Regions from separate parts of the Capra hircus genome. Here region 1 is linked to region 2. A link is a contact called in public Hi-C data. All regions are on one chromosome and are shown on one strand. The core of a region is the stretch at or near the end of the contact, and the rest is flanking DNA. Distances in the headings are between cores, read along the strand shown.

Region 1 (5,077 bases), core at 559-3,058, 120 kb before region 2:
CTTATAAATGCACAATAAAATCCTCCATTTAGCAGAAGCCACCATAGCTGGAAACCTCAACCTGAATTTCATATCGCTTTTTTCTTTTCCAATAAAAAGCCTCAAAGATCAACCAGACAAGCTTAAGGTGGCAACTTAAAATAAGTATTTTCAAGGGGTAGATCCTGGGATTTGTATTCTTCCATTTCAGTCTTTGATGCTCAGAACTGACATGATCTTCCGAGGTCACGATGTCCCCTTCTGTGACAGCTGGCACATTAATGTCCTAAATAGCTAATTAAATTGCAGCATACCATCCTCTGATCCAAGAAAAAAGCTTAGATGGATTGTTATTATCTCCAGTTGGAAATGGAAAACAGGTAAAGCAGGTTCAGGACTTCACACACAAAGCAGCAGCAAAGCAGAACCTAAATCCAGGCAGCTTGGCCCCAGGGTCTTTGCCATTCTGACAACAGAATACTTAAGAGCCAGAGACCAGGAAAACAAATGAAGGTCCGTCCATACTCTCCCTTGTCCCGACTCCACTGCAATAAGAAGCAGAGGAAACTTAGAACCTGGGGAACCTGAGGGTGTAATTAGAGGCCAAGGTACTGGGCTCTACTGCATTCTTGGGTCCAACCACAGTCTAGGAACCCAAGATTGAAGAGGGGCAACTGATTCAGAGCTTCCCAGGTGGCTCAGTGGCAAAGAATCCGCCTGCCAACACTGGAGACACAGGTTCAGTTCCTGGGTTGGGAAGATCCCCTGGAGGAGGAAATGGCAACCCACTCCAGTATTCTTGCCTGGGAAACCCCATGGACAGGGGAGCCTGGATGGCTACAGCCCATGGGGTCACAAAGAGTCAGACATGACTGAGCGACTGAGCATGCATGCATGCAACGGACTCAGAAGAAAAGAACATTAGCAAGGCCCGGTGTAGAAGCGAGCAAGCTCATGAACAGAGTATGCCCAGACTTGGGGAGGGGGACTGAGCTTGCAGAGTGCTGCAGTGATGGCTCTCACCCCCTGCCCCTCTAGCCATTACCCAGTCCATGCTAACAAGGAGAAACCACAACAATAAAAACAACTAACATTTCCTGAGCATTACAAGGTGTGCGGCACTGTTCTTGGTGCTTTACACAACATTCTGCCTCCCCCCAACCATCCTATAAGGCAGGTGTATTATTAACCCCATTATCCAGATGAGGAAGAGGCACAGATAGATTAAGCAAATTGCAACTCAGACCCAGGTGGTCTGGCTCCAGCGTCCACACTCTCAACCAAACAGGAATGAAAACAGTAATTGTTCAGTGAATGAAGAGTCCCTATCAGCAATTGTTATCATTATGCAATATACTATACTGCCTGACTTCAATTTCCTCCTACTCCAAAGAGAAGCGCCACATCTCATCTTTTCACCTGCAGGTCCCCATGACAAAAGCTGCTGCTTCCTTTTAAACCTCTGGAGCTTTCAGTTTGGGCTTATCCTCACTTTACAATGAAAAGCGTGCTAACCACACAGGTTTTTAAATCTCACACTGGCAAGGTGAAGAGTTTGGGAGCAATTTCTGAATTTCTGTGGTTCCCTCTGATCAACTCAGCCTTCAGCAAGGCACCAGGAGAAATGGACACATGCAGGGGAGAAAGCCGCCCCATGAAGACAGCTGAGCCCTGGTGGCTTTCCAGGACACTCCTGATAGCCGGAGGGCCCAGGGACTGTGAGGTCTCCACCCAGAGCTGCAGCTGTATGAAGTACCACACCTGAAAGTCAGGCGAGCCCAGGTGCCCCGGTGTCACCTGTGCCATCCGTCCAGTACAGTCTCCATCTGGGGCGGCCGGCCCTCCTCACATCGGCAGGCCAATGTCATCTCAAAGCCTCTCCTGGTCCCTGCCCCCAGCACCCCATCGTCCCAGCACTGGACATCTGGGAAGCTCTTAAAACAGCCAAGTCAGCAGCAGTGGGAGGCAGAAACCCACACTAAAGAGGCAGGCAGCCTTGGGCACCCAGCTCCCTTTTGTTTCATCTCTCAGACCTAGCAAGCCTCCTGGAATAGAGTCCCCAGCTCCAAATCCTAACAGAGAGCCTCCACCACCCAACTAGGGGACAAGCCACGGACACCTTTGAGACCTGAGCCTCGTCAGGGTGCCTGCAGAGCAATGGTTGACAGCTCATTGAGACAAACTTGACCTGGCAGTGCAGCACAGCCTGCCATCCAACTACAGCATACAGGACTCAGGAGGAGGAAACTCGCTCCCAGACCCACCCAGGGCTACCAAGCCATTTGTTTCAAGTAGAACTTTTCAACAAACAAGATGAAGAAATCTGACTCTTTATTTTTTCTAAAACAGTTTTATTTGAACATTACATTCATAACATAAAATTCATTGATTTCAGGATTTGGGGAACATTCATAAAGTGTATGCAACCCTTACCACTAATTTTAAAACATTTTCATCGGCTGAGGTTGTGATAGGGCTTGCATTGAATGTGAAGCTCAATTTGGGGAATACTGCATCTTAACACTATGTATTATGTCTTCCAAGCCACAAACATGAGATGTCTTTCTATTTATTTAGATCTTCTTTAATTCCTCCCAATAATGTTTTTAGTTTTTATTGTGCATCTTGCTCATTACTAAATTGAGTCCTAAAGATTTTTTGTGCTGTTGCATCTGGAACTGGTTTCTTTTATTTTTAACCTTTTTTTTAAATTGAAGTATAGTTAATTTAGAATATTAATTCCAAGTCAGTTGTACATAGATGGGTTCTTTTTCTGGTTCTTTACCATTATAGGTTATTGTAAGATATCAAATCTAGTGGAACTGGTTTCTTTATTTCCACATTATTCATTGCTAGGGTATAGAAATACAAATAATTTTTGTATTGATCTTATATCCTGAATTCAGTTAATAGTTTTAATAGGTTTCTCTATGTATGTGTGTGTGTGTGTGTGTGTGTGTGTGTGTATTACTTAGGATTTTCTATACTTAAGATGATGTCTTCTGAAAATAAGATGCTTCACTTCCTCCTTTCCAATGTGAATAGCTTTTATTTCTTGTCCTTGTCTAATTTCCCTGAAGGCTACAACCTTCAGCACAAGGTCAAAGAGAAGTGGTGAGAGCAGACATCTGTGTCTTGTTCCTAATCTTAGAGGGATTCAGTCTTCTTCATTAAATATGATATCAACTATGGGTTTTTCATAACAATTTTTTTAACAGGTTGATAAAGTCCCCTTCCATTCCTAGTCTGATGAGTGATTTTATCTGAAAGATTCCATTTTGTCAAATGCATTTTCTGCACCTTTTGAGATGATCTTGTCATTCTTGTCCTTTATTCCATCAATATGAGATACTACATTAATTGAGTTTCAGATGTCGTGGTAAACTGATTATATAACCCCTAGAACCTGTAAATATCTTGTTGTTTTAATCACTAGGTCATGTCCGATTCTGCAACCCCACAGGCTGTAGCCCGCCAGGCCCCTCTGTCCATGGAATTCTCCAGGCAAGAATACTGGGGTGGATAGCCATTCACTTCTCCAGGGGATCTTCCCAACCCAGGGATCGAACCAGGGTCTCCTGCATTGGCAGACAGATTCTTTACCACTGAGCTACCAGGGAGAAATCTTACATGGCAAAAAAAAAAAAAAAAAGGCAGGTAGGTAGTTTGCAGATATAATTAAGCTAAGGGTCATGAGACCAGGAGATGACACTCGATCACTCACTCTGCCGCTCCAGAAGCGCTTCTCTTCAGTCGCTGCACCTGGTAAGAAAAAAAACCAAATGGGGTGAAGGGTCCAATTTCAAGAAGCAAGTGGAAGAACTGAAAGAAGAAAGCAAATGTTCCTTCTGCATATTACCCAGCCTCCGGCATTTCCATCCTTAATTCTGGAAGCTGCCAAGGTATGTTAGAATCGCTCAAGAAATACAGGAATATATTTCAATATTCCCACAAAGGAAATAATTTTTCCAGTCTATCTCCATGTACACTACTAATAGTTAATAATAGCTGATGTACCTTAGGCTTGAGAGGCTCACAGTCACGTAGCACAGAGAAGAAAAATTTAAGGGAAAGCTGAAACACAGAAAGGTGCCAGGAAAAAGTTGGGATTAAGTGCCAGGTAAATGCCTTTCCGGCCAGGGAGTGTATCAGGAAACCCTCGTGGAAAGAGAACTAATGTAACAGGCACCAGCTCATCCAGCAAAGGGACAGTCACCATCAAAGGGACAGTTCGGGAGTTTGGGATGGACAAATGCACACTGCTATATTTAAAATAGATAATCAACCAGGACATACTGTATAGCAGATGGAACTCTGCTTACTTAATGTTATGTGGCAGCCTCGACGGGAGGGGAGTTTGGAGAACAGATACGTGTATACGTACGGTTGGTGCGCCCCAGGGGGCGCTAGTGGTAAAGAGTCTGCCTGCTAATGCAGGAGACAGGAGAGATGAGGGTTTGATCCCTGTGTTGGGAAGATCCCCTGGAGTAGAAATTGGCAATTCACTCTAGAACTCTTGCCTGGAAAATCCCATGGGCAGAGGAGCCTGGCGGGCTACAGCCCACGGAGCTGCAAAGAGTTGGACATAACTGAGAACACAACACAAATGGCTGAGTTCTTTTGCCGTCCACCTGAAACTATCACATCGTTAATCAGCTATACTCCAGTAGAAAATAAAAAGTTTAATTTAAAAAAAGTCAAAGAAGGTGTCACTCCTCTCACACATACCAAGGCCCTCCTCAACATCCCCTCCTTGGCAGAAGCAGCAGAGTCCTGAGTCTGATCAGAGATAACCTGCAACTCACCAGCTCCAAAGGCAAAGACAAAGCCTTTGTCAAGGGAACTCCTCCAAAAGGGCCTTCACCCGCTTCCCCATCCTCTACTTTCTCTTGTAGATAACCTTCCCCAGAGGAAGTAGCTGTCAATCTCCTGAGCAGTGAAGTCAGCCTACAGTAGTAGTGTGGCGTTAATAAAATTGAAAACCTCCGTTAATATAAAGAGAAATAAGGACAACGGAGTTATGAATGAAGTTGCTTAATTTTGAGCATCATATCACCCAGCCCAAAGAGTCAAGATGTTGTCAAGAAAAAGAAAAAGA
Region 2 (4,699 bases), core at 40-2,539:
TGACCCCATAGACCGCAGCCCATGAGGCTCCCCCATCCCTGGGATTCTCCAGGCAAGAAACACTGGAGTGGGTTGCCATTTCCTTCTCCAATGCAAGAAAGTGAAAAGTGAAAGTGAAGTCGCTCAGTCGTGTCCGACTCTTAGCGACCCCATGGACTGCGGTCCACCAGGCTCCACCGTCCATGGGATTTTCCAGGCAAGAGTGCTGGAATGGGGTGCCACTGCCTTCTCCAAAAACAATGCTAGAAAATCTTATTATTTTTATTAAGCTGCAAAAGGGGATCCTTGCAAAGCAAGTCTGTAGGCGCCTCCCTCATTTCCATGCCATAGGCCACCCTCTTCCAAACAGATCGCTGCCTAGCCCCTTCTTTTTAGAAATTCTAGAGGTCTTAAAGGCCATAGAAAGGCTTCCCTGGTGACTCAGATGGTAAAGAATCCTCCTGCAGGACGAGGAGGGTTTGATCCCTGGGTGGAGAAGATCCCCTGGATAAGGTAATGGTTACCCACTCCAGTTTTCTCCCCTGGAGAATTCCGTGGACAGAGACTCCTGGCAGGCTACAGTCCATGGGGTCCCAAAGAGTCAGAGACGACTGAGCAACTAACACTTTCACTTCACAGAACATAGACACAAGGCAGATGAATGGCCCTTTAGACAAGGCTGTCCCATTGCTTATGCTCAGCTCGCCTGGAGGTTCCCGGCTGTTGGAAGCCCCCCCATGGCTTCATCTCCCCCTTCTGCCGGCCTGCTCAGAGTGCTAACAGGGTCTTTCCAGAACCCCTCGGTCACACTCTGGGGGTGGGGAGTTGGGGTGTCTGCCTGGCCTATCTAGGTGCCAGTCCACTTAGTCCACTTCCTCAAGCCTGGCCACCCCCGAGGGATACAGGGCTGGTGTAGGCAAGTGGAAGTGCAGGGCTGGCACTGTCAATTCGAGCATCATGAGAGGGTCTGATGACTCCAATAACAAGTTCTTGAGTGAGCACCAGCGTCCACATGGAAACGAATTGAGCCTGGGGGTGTTTAGAACCAACCACGGGGCAGAAGGGAGGGGAATGTACCCTAAATCCGGTCTCTGGTGGGCTCAGGGCTCTAGGGCCATGAGGGGCAAAGGGCGGCTTGAGATTCAAAAGCGCCACAGACCTGCCTCCGTGGTCTTCGGCCGCCGCATAGCCCCCGAGGGGAGGATGAGCGCCGACTGGCGGCGGGCCGTGGAGGCGGCCGCAGACTGAGCGAGCCCGGTAACGTGTCACGCCGAGAGCCGGCTCCGTGCCGGCGGCGACGTTGCACAACTTGCCCCGGGGGACACCGTTCTGACAGAGTCCAGTGGAAAGTTGCCCCTTGGAGTGAAGCTAGGCAGCGGTCCTGTCTCAGCCTGTGAGGACCCCACAAGCCAGCGGAGGAGCGGGAACGCTTGAGCAGGGGCTTTCTGGACAACGGATTTGCGCCCAGGGCGAAGGCTGTGGAGGGCGTGTTGGGTCTGCCTAGAGCCTAAGTGCTTGAGATGGGGATGGAAAAGGAGGGCGGGGATAGCTGTGAAGGGTCCCCAGGGCTATACTGGGGAATTCAGGTTTTATCCTGGGCCAGACATTTTAAATATAAGTAGCTTGGAGATATGCAGTTTTAGGCCAGCACAATGTTTAAAAAACTTCTGAAGGGCTTCCCTGGCTGTCCAATGGTTAAGACTCCAGGCTCCCAGTGCAGGAGAGCAGACTTCGTTCATGCAAGATTGGAGGGACACGAAAGAACTCAAACCACCAGCCTGCAGGCAGCCACAAGCAGGTTCCGGGTACAACGGGGCGTAAGTGGTGGCTACTGGGCGGAAGGAACACTGAAGACCCTAAAGAGGGAACGAGCGCCATCTTGTGGCCATTTCTGGAGTAGCCGTAGAGAAGTGGGACACGTTTCTGTATTTTGTTCCAATTCTGTTTCAGGTCTCCAGCAAAGCAGAAAAAAAAAAAAAATCCAGAAAGTAGTGTAGTATCTGCGGGCTTCCCCAGGTGGCTCAGTGGTAAAGAATCAGCCTATAATGCAGGAGATGTGAATTCGATCCCTGGATCAGGAACCCTGGAGAAGGAAATGGCAACCCGCTCCAGTATCCTTGCCTGGGAAATCCTATGGACAGAGGAGCCTGGCAGGCTACAGTCCCCAGTCACAAAGAGTTGGACGCAACTGAGCAACTAAACAGCCTAAAGGCCAGAAGCAACAAATTTAACACATTCCCTCTTCTCTGATCACAACTGACCTCCTTCATATTCCCCAAACAGTTCACACTGGCGCGAGGGTTGAGGGTGGAGCGCTTGACCTCCTGCTTTGACTCAACTTTGGAGTTTAGTTTGGGTTCTCAGGAGGTCTCCTATTTTCCAGCGAGCTTCCCTATAAGATCTCTGCTCTCTACACATTCTTATTCAACACTGCATAGCTTGTTTACCTTTAAGCTTGAGAGGCATTTAGAAGTAGACGGAGCTGCAACTTCCCTAGAGGTGGTTTTCAAAGGACCCTGACAAGCGAGTGTTAGTACAGTCACGGGGCCTTGGCACGGTCTACTGTGGGGCTTCTCTTCCTTTCCAAAGCTGCTTTTCCACCCACACTCACACATGTGAATTGGGCCTCTCTCAACACAAGCCTGATCTAAGTGGGTAGAGTCCCAAACCCAGACACATGGGTCCTTTTTATCACCCGTAAGGTCAGCAATGCTGACCACCCCTAGGAGACAGATGGGAAGGCAGGTCTGAAGGCGTTTTAAGAAAAGCAGATCTAATCACCTTAAATCTTTTAATTTAATTACGATTTAAGGTTTAATCACTATTAATCACCTTAAATCTATGGTGGCATAAGTTGTGGTGTACATGTTTATGAATTTGTCCTATTTCAGTCATGTCCTACTCTGTGTGACTCTATGGACTGTAGCCTGCCAGGCTCCTCTGTCCATGGGATTCTCCAGGCAAAAAATACGTTAGTTGCTTGCCATTACCTCCTCCAAGGGATTTTCTCCAAGCAGGGATCAAACCTGTGTCTCATGTCTACCTGCATTGACGGGAGGGTTCTTTATTGCTAGCGCCACCTGGGAAGTCCATAGATATGTATACTGGCAAATGAGTCTTGAATCCATGAATGAGTGATTAGTGAGGGAAGGAAATACCCAGGTTGGAAAAGGAGTGGGTGGAAGTGAGTATGAGAGTTGTGTTCAGGTCATGTGTGTGTGTGCTAAGTCGCTTCACTCATATCTGACTCTGTGCAACCCTATGGACTGTAGTCTGACAAGTTCCTCTGTCCATGGGATTCTCCAGGCAAGAATGCTGGATTGCCATGCCCTCCTCCAGGGGATCTTCCCAACCCAAGGGTCAAACCCGCATGTCTTATGTCTCCTGCGTTGGCAGGTGGGTTCTTTACTACTAGCTCCACCTGGGAAGTCCCTCAGGTCATAGAAGGGGACCAGCAGACAGAAAATAAGGCAGGTGTTGGTGTCGAAATGTTGCTTCAGCCAGGAGCTAGTGGCAAAATGGACCTAAACTCGCAAGCAGTTGCCAGGTACAGTAATAGTGTTTTCTGAGTAAACATTTTCAGAAATATTTTTTTGTGTAGAAAACTTGGTTTAGGAACATTTCAATATTTAATATTAAAAATCACATCTTAATTTTTAAAAGAAAATGCTTCAGCCATCAAATTTGTCTGCAAAATGAAACAAAAAAACTCCATGCTAAAATACCAAAGTTACGTGAGCAAAATCACCAACAACCTGAAAAACCTGTTTTTGTTTTTTTTTAGAGCTTCAAACTGATTGCATACTGATTGATGTCTGGATTTGCTGTAAACTATTTCCATAGAGACTAAAAGAAGCAAACTGCAAAGGAATAGATGGAAAAACAAAATAAATGTGAGGAAATGTTCGTACGTTTTGAATCTGAACAATGGGTTTATGGGGATTCCTTCTCTATTCTCTGTGCTTTTGAATATGTTTGTTTTCATTTAAAAAAATATGAAGACTTTCAGTTTCAGCTAGAACACAAACATCTGGGAAATTGTCACTCTATCCTCAAAACAAGAAAAAAAATACACTGAAAATTAGCAACTTTTCTTAGATACATCAAAATACTGAGGTGGTGGAGCAAATCTGCATGATGGAAAATGAAGAGGGGGGCTTCCCTAGTGGTCCAGAGGTTAAGAACTCACCTTGCAATGCAGGGGACATGGATTCAATCTCTGGTCCATCAGCAGATGAATGGATAAAGAAAATATGGTGTATGCATACAGTGGAACGTAACTATCCATTCTTTAAAAACAAGGAATTCCTGTCATATGCTATTAATACAATATGGACAGACCTTGATGGCATTATGCTAAGTGAAATAAGCTCATCGCAGAAAGACAAGTACTGTGTTGATTGAACTCATATGAGGTCTCTAAACTAGTTAGACTTACAGAAATAGAAAGAAAATGGTGGTTGCCAGTGGCTGAGGGGAATAGGAGGTAGGGAGTTGGTGTTCATCGATGTAGAGGGTTTTTTTTAGAATAGAGAAGTTCTAGGAATCAGTTGCATGGCAGTTGACAGTATTATAGTATACTCTTGAAAAATGTTGAGAGGGTGAATTTTACGTTTTGCAGGGTTGTGGGGGGAGGGGTTGTTGCCACAGTTTTTACAAGGAATTCTCAGATGGGACTTTCTTGATGGTCCGGCGGTTAAGACCCCATCCTTCCAATGCA

Evidence for each region. Hi-C and Micro-C count contacts between places; a contact is called where the count stands out from the background.
Region 1: a contact with region 2 is called in a Hi-C map of liver, with 4 times the contacts expected there. The contact joins two enhancer-like sites. A contact is called at or near these places in 2 of 5 Hi-C or Micro-C datasets (blood and liver).

Annotation. Positions count from the first base shown.
Region 1 is chr11:49,704,127-49,709,203 of ARS1.2, reverse strand. No RefSeq gene overlaps it. Among named protein-coding and RNA genes, the nearest start is that of TMSB10, 98 kb to the right of the region's middle. Within about 2 kb of position 1,808, at least 1 of the 5 cell types and tissues checked has an H3K27ac peak or open chromatin away from gene starts, as enhancers often do.
Region 2 is chr11:49,582,766-49,587,464 of ARS1.2, reverse strand. No RefSeq gene overlaps it. Among named protein-coding and RNA genes, the nearest start is that of TMSB10, 23 kb to the left of the region's middle. Within about 2 kb of position 1,289, at least 2 of the 5 cell types and tissues checked have an H3K27ac peak or open chromatin away from gene starts, as enhancers often do.